2 separate regions of the Mus musculus genome follow, and region 1 is linked to region 2. Evidence: chromatin contacts called from public promoter capture Hi-C data. All regions are on one chromosome and are shown on one strand. The core of a region is the stretch at or near the end of the contact, and the rest is flanking DNA. Distances in the headings are between cores, read along the strand shown.

The links. Promoter capture Hi-C pulls out the DNA fragments that hold promoters and counts their contacts.
Region 1: a promoter capture Hi-C map of cranial neural crest shows a contact between it and region 2. The contact joins the promoter of Slc35d1 here to the promoter of Lepr in region 2. A contact is called at or near these places in 2 of 39 promoter capture datasets (cranial neural crest and liver).

Annotation. Positions count from the first base shown.
Region 1 is chr4:103,210,985-103,216,707 of GRCm38.p6, forward strand. It overlaps Slc35d1 (solute carrier family 35 (UDP-glucuronic acid/UDP-N-acetylgalactosamine dual transporter), member D1), which reads right to left and starts at 4,192. Exons shown (of 12, transcript NM_001356276.1): 1 at 3,680-4,192; 2 at 3,075-3,108; 3 at 2,887-2,973; 4 at 2,181-2,248; 5 at 319-390. The coding sequence starts at 3,882. Gm46864 (a long non-coding RNA gene) reads left to right here and starts at 3,959. Exons shown (of 3, transcript XR_001784379.1): 1 at 3,959-4,013.
Region 2 is chr4:101,714,462-101,719,569 of GRCm38.p6, forward strand. Lepr (leptin receptor) reads left to right here and starts at 3,445. Exons shown (of 19, transcript NM_146146.3): 1 at 3,445-3,477.

The DNA.
Region 1 (5,723 bases), core at 2,942-5,441, 1.5 Mb after region 2:
TAGCCTGCTTAAACTTTCCAAAACTTAGAAGTAGAAGCGAGACAGATACTTTAATAGCTCATATATACTGGATATCTTTTCACTGTGTATGTAAAGAATAAATACATGGGGCTGGAGAAATGGCTCAGGAGTTCGATACCTAGCACCCATACGATACTTCTCACCACTGCGTGTAAAACCTCAGCTATGGGAAATCCAACACTTTCTTCTAGCCTCAGACAATCACACACGGGGCATAACATACCCACACAAACACATGCACATAACTAACGGTATCAATCTTATAAACAGAGATAATATATTACAAGCAGAACTCACTTGAGTAGAGCGCCTTCAGCAAACATTGTAAACAGAATGGAGAACCTTCTCAGAACTGTAAACATGGGCAGGCTGCAAAAGAAACACAAGGCGGGAAACTGAAGCTTGAAAGGACGTGACTGGACATCAAGCCGAGTAAGAGTCGAGTAGTTTCAAACAACGCTCACCTCTTCCTGACTGCATGCAAGTTCCATACTGATTAAGCTTATTACCCTGGAGGATTTTTTTTTTTTTAATTTAAAAGCCTCTAAAACATTAACTACAAAATGGTAAGACTATGTGTCTATTATCACAGGCTAATAATATATGCTTTTAAGTTTCACTCTGATAATTATGCAAATACCCTGACCACAGCTACATTAGTCTTTAATAGGGAAGGCTTCTTGCTTTCTTCCTCATTGAGCTGACTTCCATCCTTAACTTCTACACCATTAAGAAAATGCCCATGAAAATCTACTTCATGAGACAGTTTTATGGATGTTCCTCTAAATCTTAAGAGCAGTTTGCTTCCACCAATCAAACCCCCAGCCTCTTATAGTGTAAGAGTTACTTCGCTCTGGAATGCTTTCTATTTGTCTGACAATCAAAGACAGAGTGTGAATGCATGGATGGATGGAATTTTTAAAAAGTAAATTTTGTATAAGCAGCACTCTACAGTAGGCCTGCATTTGCTTCCTAATACATAATGTGATGGAAAAGAATTCCCTCCGTGTGTCCCTGTGACAAATCCGACTTCCTAGGAACAACTCCTCCCAGAGATAGTCTGGTCATTCTACCAGAGTTCTTGGTTTAAAAAAATAAAAATAAAAAAAGAGACAACAAAATTTTCTTTGCCTGTGGCTTGTTTTTGTTTTAATTAATTAATTAATTCAATTAGAAATAAAAATTTTAATTGTCCATACATATGTATGGGTATGTGCATGCCAGCAAAAGGGTCTGGAGAGGCCAGAAGAGAGTGTTGGATCTCCAATGAACTGCCTGGTCTACATGCTGGGAACTGAACCTGGGTCCTCGGGAAGAGCAGCCAGTGTTCTTAAGCCATCTCTTCACACACACACACACCCCACTCATCGTTTACAATCATGTCATACGTTCATGTAGGTTTCACCTAATCTACCCCTCCCCCCCCTCCCCGTGCATTTACCACACATACGCTACTACAAAGTCAGAAGTCAAGAACTAGGAGATGAGAGGGTGATGTGCAAGACTGTGCGTCTCTCTAAAGTGAATGGCTTTCCAGTTACAAGGTGACAGTTGATGATGAAGTCATCATGTTCGAGTCAAGATTCCATCTAACTTTAACCACTCCATGTTACAAGGGAACCTGCGGGAAATCTAAGGTCCATCATCCGACTTGCTGTCTGGAGTACACTTCAAATATATAGTGTTTATGAACTATATTAATCCCAAGCCAGACACCAGGGCAGCATTCTGGAGACACAGGCAAGTGGAGTACCACAAACCCAAGGCCAGTCTGGGTTTCATGGTGTGTTACAGGGGGAGAAAAAAAAGCCTATAAACCTGACACAAATCTTTCTCCGTGGCAGGTTCCCCCAAAACACTGAAAATCTACTGCACCACTGATAATATTTGAACACTTCAAACAAAGTCAGATGTGAGACAGGGAACAAAATTCACTCCTTAACTTTAAATAAACAACTTGTAACCAAAACTTTGGGTTCAGTCTTCATTATTTGATAGTGGAAACGTCCTGGTGTTTTTGTGCCCTCCCCCCTCACACACACACCCTCCCCCATCCATTCCTGCCACACTCAAACATAATACATTAACACAACATCATTTGTATTTAACTTTAAAATCATATTATTTTAACCAGACTAGAAAAATAAAGTTATCCATACTTCAGTTTCTTTGTGCTGAACAGTCCCGTGATTTGGTTCCCAAAATATAGTAGAGGTAGTGGAAACGTCTGGAAAAGTGAAAAGGGCAAGGGATGTCAATAATAAAGACATTCACAGCAAAGAGAAACAGCTCTGTTTATATAGTCAAATTCTTTCCACTTGAAACATAAGATTAGCTCCCATAAACAGGACTGACCCCCATTAAACTTCCAAACATCATTAACTATCCTTGGAAGAAGAGGGGATGGAAATATGAACATAATCAACCATGTGAGACAGAAACATCAGTTGCTTGAAAATATGGTACTATACGAGTCTGAGACACAGAAACATTTCGGCATCACATGGAGTCTCACAGAATCATAGAAAAGAATATGAAAGAAAACACTCCCAACACCACCACCTCCAATAAATAAATAAATAGGGAATAAAGGAAGCAGAAGATCGTGGCTAGAGTGGGCAGATCTGTTCCCAGAAACTCCTTAATGAAGAGAAGGATTTTCTATCTTCATCTTCCAGAGACGTTGTCGTCTTGGGTGCCCTGTGGCCTGTTTTCTCTAGCTTTGCTATATGCACTCGGAGACTAGGGTGGGAGCTAGACTGCATTTTTAAATATTCAAGACGCTGATTTTTTTTTCCGCCCTTAAGCCACAGAATGGCTCCTTTTTATAAAATAAAGTATCCCTTCTTTCTCACGTTTGTTTACCTTTCGAGGTACATTTCTGTCGAAGTCAGGAAACTTGACTACTCTGAGTGTCTTTCCCACCCAGAGAACCGCTACCGTGGCCACCATCTGCAAACAGAGAACACACACAGATGCACTGTTCTGCATAGAAAGACACACACAGAACTTCTGACAACACAGACCACGGGATGCCCGAGATTCCAACTAACCTGGCCAAGTCCAACACATAGCGAGGATGGAAATCTACAAAAGGGGTAAAGAAAAGGGGGTTAAAAACGGCCAGAACGTCCTCAGAGCACAGGGAATTCAACTCCCACACTGTCAGCCTTAAAATGCGTTCTGATTCAACCCACAGCGATGCCTGCCCCTCCAATAAAAAACAAAAAATTAAAAAAAAAATCTTAGATTTTGTAGCCTAGGGCGACCACTTGTCTGGTCTTGTCCTGTTTTTTTTTACAATTCCCTTCAGCTTCCTGCAACGGATTTTTCCAGAAAGTTAAGCCGCGGAGACCTCGTCAACGGTTTTAAATCTTTTAAATGACTCTTGAGGGGAAACACAAGACACACACATACAAACTTCTGCCCCGGAGTCTCAGTGACAGCGGCGACGGCGCGTGGGCGTGCGGCCGCGCCGGTCCCGGGGCTGTCAGCCGCGCGGGTCGCTAGTCCCTGGGCACCGGCCTCGTTGTGCCTTCCCCCTTCACCCCCAGCCCTGGCCAGTGCGGCGGGGAGCGTGGCCGAGGGTATCCCCGGGTGGGCTCGAACCCCCGTCCCTGCCCGCCGCGCCGCAGCCGCCGCCCGCCAGCCCGGCCACCTGTAGTTGGTGAGCACGCTCTTGTTGACCACCACGATGAGGAAGGAGCTCACGCCGTAGAAACCGGCGGCCAGCAGCTTCAGGAACACCGTTAGCGTTTCGGCCGGCGCCATCCCCAGCTCCTCCTCATCTCTGTGTGTGGAGGATTTCGCGGGGGCTTCTCCTTTAACCGGAGCATGCTGACGTCTGTGGACTTCCGCCATGGCGGCGGTGGCGCCGGCGGCGGTGGCGGTGGCTGCCGCAACGGGCCTGCGAGCGAGCGGGGCGGCGGAGCGGCGCGGCGGCGGGGGTCTGGGCCTGGCGGTGCGGAGCGCGGTGCCGAGCGGGCTTGGCGGTGCGGGGCGCGGAGGAGCGCGGGCCTGGCGTGGCGGGACCCCGGCTGCGGGAGCGGGCCTGGCGGTGCGGGGCGCGGGCCCTGAGCTCCGGGGCTCCGCGATTGCGGGCCTAGCGTGGCGGCGGAGGCTCGGGAAGGACCCGGCGGCTCGCGGCAGGGCTTCGCGGGTTGTGCTGCCCACAGCTCCCCGCACTGCCGCCGCCCGTCCCCGCCCAGGGGTTGGGACACTGGGGTTCACACCCTCGGGGACTTTGCCCTGGCATGGTGCCTCGCGGGGTCAGGGAAGGGCCGGGGCTGGCTCGGCGGGGCTGGGGACCCGGCATGGGCTCCGGGAGCAGCCGGGACACTGCTGGGGGACCACTGAGCCGGGCTGGCGAGCACAGAGTTGCGCCTGCGCACGAAGGCGCGCTGGGTCCCCCTGCGGGGAGCATGGGGGTTTTGCGGGAGCTGGGCTGCAGGCCTAGAAGTACCTCCCTCCTTTCTAACGTGTGGCTGGCAGAGAAGTGATGCCCCTGTTGCATCCTCAGTTATCCCGAAAGCTCTTTTTTTGGCCTCACTTGCCGAGGGGTCAAAGGTCACACAAAGTATCAAACATGATTCAACAGTAAACAAAGATTTCATTCTGCAAAGTGAGACCTCTCATGCTTCTGAAATTCTTTTTGTTGTTTTTTGCTTGTTTGTTTTAGCTGGTATATCCAGAAAAGGCAAGGATGAGGAAAGTGTTGCAATAAGCCGCTCCTGGAATAGTAAAAAGTGCAAGGTGTTTGGAGCCTAAAGCTTTGTTCCGGTTTTAGGACTGTTTGAAACATTCCCTGTGCTCTTAGGCAGATTCGATGGTCTCTGCACCTTCATCTCACGACCTCTGTTGTGTAAAGCCAGTTCTGTTTTCTTGACACAGTGCAGTCACACAAGCAAAGAATACCTGTTGAAGCAAGGACGTTACATTCCTACTTTTAGAAAGTTTTGAATTATTCCCCCAAACTTCCCATCTTCTTAAGTGTCTTTTTTTTTTTTTTTAAACTGTGGTAAAAATATCAGTTTATTGTTTTAATCCTTGGATGTGCAACTCTCACCAGGCACCCTCCCCAAAACATTCACCGTGTCAGATGGAAACTCTTGTGGGAACGAAGCAATCATTTCCTGTTCTCTACTCCCCTCCTCAAAACCAAGTAACCTGTGTTGTGCTGTCAATCTCTGTGAATCTGACTATTCTGTATATCACACAGATGAGCAATCGCACAGTATTTACCCATCCGTGACTGGCTTAGGCCAGTTACACAATGTGTTCAAGGTACATGCACCCTGTACCGTGTCTCAGAACTGGAATTCCTGGCAGCCAGCATGGCATCCTTGACTGTTGGTAACCTCCTTTGCCCGCACCTCCAGATGCCTGGCTTTTCCCCTTTCCTGAGTTGTAGCTAAATCAACAACAAGGCTCACATCTCTCTTTCTTCACTTCCATTTCACAATGCCCCTCCCTCATCTCTTCTTGAATTATTACTTTTCCTTCTATATTGGGCAAAACGGTGCCTGTTTTCTGGGGAGCCTGTCTCCAGAGATCCCCTTCATGCCTTATAAAAAGTGACCTCTCCCTCTGTGCCCTTCCCATCCCGTGCACTGCTTTTAGAGAATGTCTTACTCTGTCCGTGCTACCATTACATATTGCCCGTGACTGGACCATTTATAGAGAACAAACATTCTGGATGGTTT
Region 2 (5,108 bases), core at 2,195-4,694:
TCTTGTCATTATCTGCTTTGAACTTTTCCCTTCTATGATTATTTCTGGTACAGACAGAGGGGCTAGCTACTACTCATTTAAGTAAATGGGTCTGCCAATCATCAGCTAATGGCATGTCATGTGACCCCAACTTAAAACACCATTGTGCAAAGCTTTTCTTTGCTACCATTTTCTTGGGCCTCAGAATCCATTATTTAAGTAGTTAATTTTTTTATTTACCCAGCAAATGCAGCCCAGTACAATTAACTATACAAAGGTCCAAGACTTTGCTTGAATATTTGTTATTGATTGTTGTACTGGCTGGTTTTGTGTGTCAACTTGACACAGGCTGGAGTTATCACAGAGAAAGGAGCTTCAGTTGGGGAAATGTCTCCATGAGATCCAACTGTAAGGCATTTTCTCAATTAGTGATTAACGGGGGGAGGGCCCCTAGTGGATGGTGCCATCCCTGGGCTGGTAGTCTTAGGTTCTATAAGAGAGCAAGCTGAGCAAACCAGGGGAAGCAAGTCAGTAAGAAACATCCCTCCATGGCCTCTTCATCAACTCCTGCTTCCTGACCTGCTTGAGTTCCAGTCCTGACTTCCTTGGTGATGAACAGCAGTATGGAAGTGTAAGCCGAATAAACCCTTTTCTCCCCAACTTGCTTCTTGGTCATGATGTTTGTGCAGGAATAGAAACTAAGACAATTGTATTAGTGAATTTCTTAAAAAACAAACAAACAAACAAACAAACTTATAACATCTTTCTACTTTTCAAGTATAGCCCTTTTTTATTGTTAGATGTAGGCGTTCATGCACCTATTTCACAAAGTCCAGTCATGTGTGTATCTGTGTGTGTGTGTGTGTGTGTGTGTAGATACACAACCGGCAACTCATTCCTGGAATGTGGTCACAGTCCAATTCACCAACCACAAGGCTGGTTCTTGGATGAGTCTGTGATGCCCGTAAGTCACCCAGTGTGATTCAGTGTGGTTGTTACATCCCTGTTAGTTGAGTGTTTACACGATAGGAGTGGAAGAGTAAAAGCTGAAGAGGAAAGAGGCGATCCTGGAGAGAGGCAATCATGGAGGTCACTGGCAGGCATTCAAGAAGGGCAGCATCCAGATCACCAACGTAGCGATCAGGAAATGCTTATGTTCTGAATCTGACAACCTAAATACTTGGATAAAATATTTCACCCAGTTCATGTGATGGTAAGCTCAGCCGTTATTGATCGTGCTCAGTGGGGCTTGCATCTGTGTAAATGGGCAGTCTATTGATTTTTTTTCAAAAGAGAAAATAGGTGAACACATTAATTTATTTTTTACACTACATTTCCTTTTAGGGATTTTTCCCCCCTTTCCCTCCAAAAATATGGAGTGAGTCAGGGTGTTAATCTGTTTTGCTCTGGTAAATTCTGTCTCATTATAGAGATGGTTTTCAGTGTGGTGACAGTTCTTAACAGATTGGTTGTGATGTCTTCTTAACCATTTACTCCTTCGTAATCCTTTACCACAGCTGAGCTAAAACGCCAGCAGGATTGAGCCTCAAAGGTGCCCGGTTAATTAGCATGCACACGATATGTGGAGCGACTGACTCAAAGCCTGGGGCGAAGTGGACACTCCATGCTGTGTCATAGTGCAGAAATGTGTCTAGGTGGGGGATATGTAGGTGGGGTACACTTTGCCAAAAGTGATGGCTTGATGGCTGTGGTTAGCCTCCAAGCAATGCTTGGGACTCCAACAGAAATGGAGAATTTGAGGTCTGCACTTTTCCTTGAGGCAGTCATTTTCTATAATGCACAGGTTTTCTTTTCTTTTTTCTCTTTTCTTTTCCTTTCCTTTCTTTTCCTTTCTCTTCTTTTTCTCTCCTTTCTTTTCTTTTCTTTTTCTTTTCTTTTTCCTAGCAAGTATATAAAGTCATGATTCCCTCATGGCACTTGCATACACATATCCTCTTGCTTTGCTTCTCTTTACCCCCTCCACCAAAGCTTAGCATTTCTAGGTTAATGTTGCCTACCCCAGATGCCCATGAAATCTTTTATGCGGTAGTAGTGGCATTTCTGAATGAAGTGGCTTTAACATATGATCTCAGGGCCACCACTTGTCAGAACAGTGTCACTGAAAGGCCATGCCTGTGGGGTGGGGTGGCAGTTTCTGTAATGGCTCATCTCATGGGATAGGAGCTATGCTCTCAGTCCTGTGGTGGCTGGGTTAATTCAGGCAATTCACTTGTAGAGCCCGTTTTTTGATGGCCTTCCTAGGAGAACGATGGTCAAATTAACCTTGAGAGACCTTTGCTTGTAACTGAGGATTTACCCAGTCTAAATATCTCTACTCACTTTCATCTTTACTGTTTCTCTTTCAGATCTACTGTACAGCTGGGAATTTTATAAATGCTTATGTCCTCCTTCCTCAAGTTCAAAGAGAATAATGTAATACATCAAGTCCTCAATAAACAGACATAGGAAGTAAGCAGATGAGTGAGTCACATTTTGAGCAGAGAGCAACAAATGTACTTTGAGTTTGGATTCTGACTCTCTAAGGACAGATTTTTTTCCATCCATCCATCCATCTATCTATCTATCTATCTATCTATCTATCTATCTATCTATTTTGTAACCTGCTACGTCAAATGTCATTGAGTTCCAGGATGGAAAACGAAGTGTTCATTAATCAACTAGATGCAGGAATGCCCTCTTTCCCTTTGGGACAAGTAAGGCTGAGGTGATGGCTGATGCACATCAGGGGATAGGGAGCTCCTGACTGTCCTATTGGAGGGGTAGGGGGTAAGGGTCTTTCCTGGTTCTCTTTCCCACTTGGCACTTTCCTTGCGATTATTACTGCAGCATACCCCACACCTGCTGCTGTAAAGGCCAGAGAGGACAGAATCAGCCCTCAAAGCTTCGCCCAAGCTCCTCGGCCACGCGCGCAGCGTCCCCGCCGCGCAGTCACCTGAGTGGCCAGTGCCCCGCAGCGTCGCGCCCGCGCACGAGTGGTCGGCACCTTCTGAGCCAGCAGCATAGAGCCCAGGCATCCCTGCTTTACGCCACTCCGGGACACAGGTGGGACACTCTTTTAGTCCTCAATCCCTGGCGCGAGGCCACCCAAGGCAACGCAGGACGCAGGGCGTTTGGGGACCAGGCAGCAGACTGGGGCGGTACCTGCGGAGAGCCACGCAACTTCTCCAGGCCTCTGACTACTTTGGAAACTGCCCGGGGCTGCGACATCAACCCCTTAAGTCCCGGAGGCGGAAAGAGGGTGGGTTGGTTTGAAAGACACAAGGAAGAAAAATGTGCTGTGGGGCGGGTTAAGTTTCCCACCCTCTTCCCCCTTCCCGAGCAAATTAGAAACAAAACAAATAGAAAAGCCAGCCCTCCGGCCAACCAAAGCCCCAAGCGGAGCCCCAAGCGGAGCCCCAGCCGGAGCACTCCTTTAAAAGGATTTGCAGCGGTGAGGAAAAAACCAGACCCGACCGAGGAATCGTTCTGCAAATCCAGGTATGTTGAGGCCATCTAAGGCACTGGGTGTCGGGGCGCGACGCTACTCGTGGACTCCTGCCTGCAGAGGAGTTCTTCGGAGGGGCCTGAAGGGTCTGTGTGTATCCAGACAGTGACGCAAGCGCAGCGACAGCGCTCCGGACCCAGAAACATAGCACCTGGGTTCAGCTGTGGTTTCCGATTTATCTTCAGGGGTGTGTGCTTAGCCTAACCTCCATGGGTTTCTTGTCTATCACATTTAGAGGGTTGGATTCATTTCAGAGGGCTTTTTAATAATACCTCAGGTGTGCCTCATATTAAAAATCTAGACTTCTGTAATTGCTAATCTTGCTAATTTCATGAAACTAAAAGACTCCATTGGTCTTGGGTTGGGGTTTTTATGTGCATTAACAATCAATGTTTTCAGGATTTTTCAGTTAATAGTGGTAGGGAAAACATAGCATTTGTAAAGAATTTGGAAATATATAATTAATACAAGAATAGATCACCTGGCACTAAAAGAGTCATGTTACCTTTAAGCCAATGTCTGCAACACTGAAAAACTGAATAGAAAAAGGAAGAAAGAAGTACCGCAACTACATAAATAACCTGTGGCTTTCACACAGTACTTTTTTTTTTTTTTTTGTATTGTATATTTGGAAGAAAAAAATTGTAGAAAGCCAAAAATTGTAGCTTTCTCATCAAATACTGTGTGGCACTTGTGGCTTCTTAGCATAAAGTTGTGTGCAGAATGTTTAAGAAGTGGTTTTCCAGACCACTTCAGAGTGTCTCTGAAATGAATCTCAATAACAGAGACAGCAACTTCAGTGATATGTTTAATAATCTTGGAATGAATCCCAGAAAATAGTAGAGGTTAACTAAACAGATCAATCAGAAATTAGTACTACACACACACACACACACAGTAGTACTATAACGTGGCAGTGTACTTTTTGCTTAATTTTTGAAAAACAGAACACCTTGACATATGTGGGCACAGAAGGAGACAGTAGCTTTTTTTTTTTTTTTTAACCACATAAAATATTTTACTGTTGGTATTTTTAAAATTGTTTGGGATTTAGACACTGCCAGTTAGGCTAGGCATAGAAGCATTTTTAGCTAATTTTGTTGGCTATGGTCTAAAATGAAATAATGTCTTACCACCCACAAATGCTTTGTGTGCAATCTAAGAAGCAAAAGGACTTTGAAGTACTCCTTTATGAACACAGTTTAACTTATTTTCAGTTCTTTCTCTGTCTTTTGGCTGGGAAGAACGTCGACCAGTTTCTCTGTGGTCCTCATAGTACCCCCTGAAGCAGAGGCTCGGTTCCTTTGAAACTGAGCAGACTGAAGTGGATCCTGTGCTGATTAGCTAGGGAGCCTTAGAGCTCAGATACCCTGCTGGTGCTTGCTTGAAAAACAAGGGGAACACTGCAGGCATCTGCCTCTTAGATCCAGGCCAGCTCATTCACAGCTTGGGGAGCTGTGGAGCTTGGCAGAGACCCTTTTCTCTTTTGCAATGTGGGGCTCTACTCTCCTATGACTTTATCGAGGAAAAACAGTCATTGCTTCGCCCTTAGATCACTAATACAGGACCAAATGGTTTGTGTTTGTGAAGTGGGAGGTCTTGGAAATAAGGGGGGGAAAAGCCA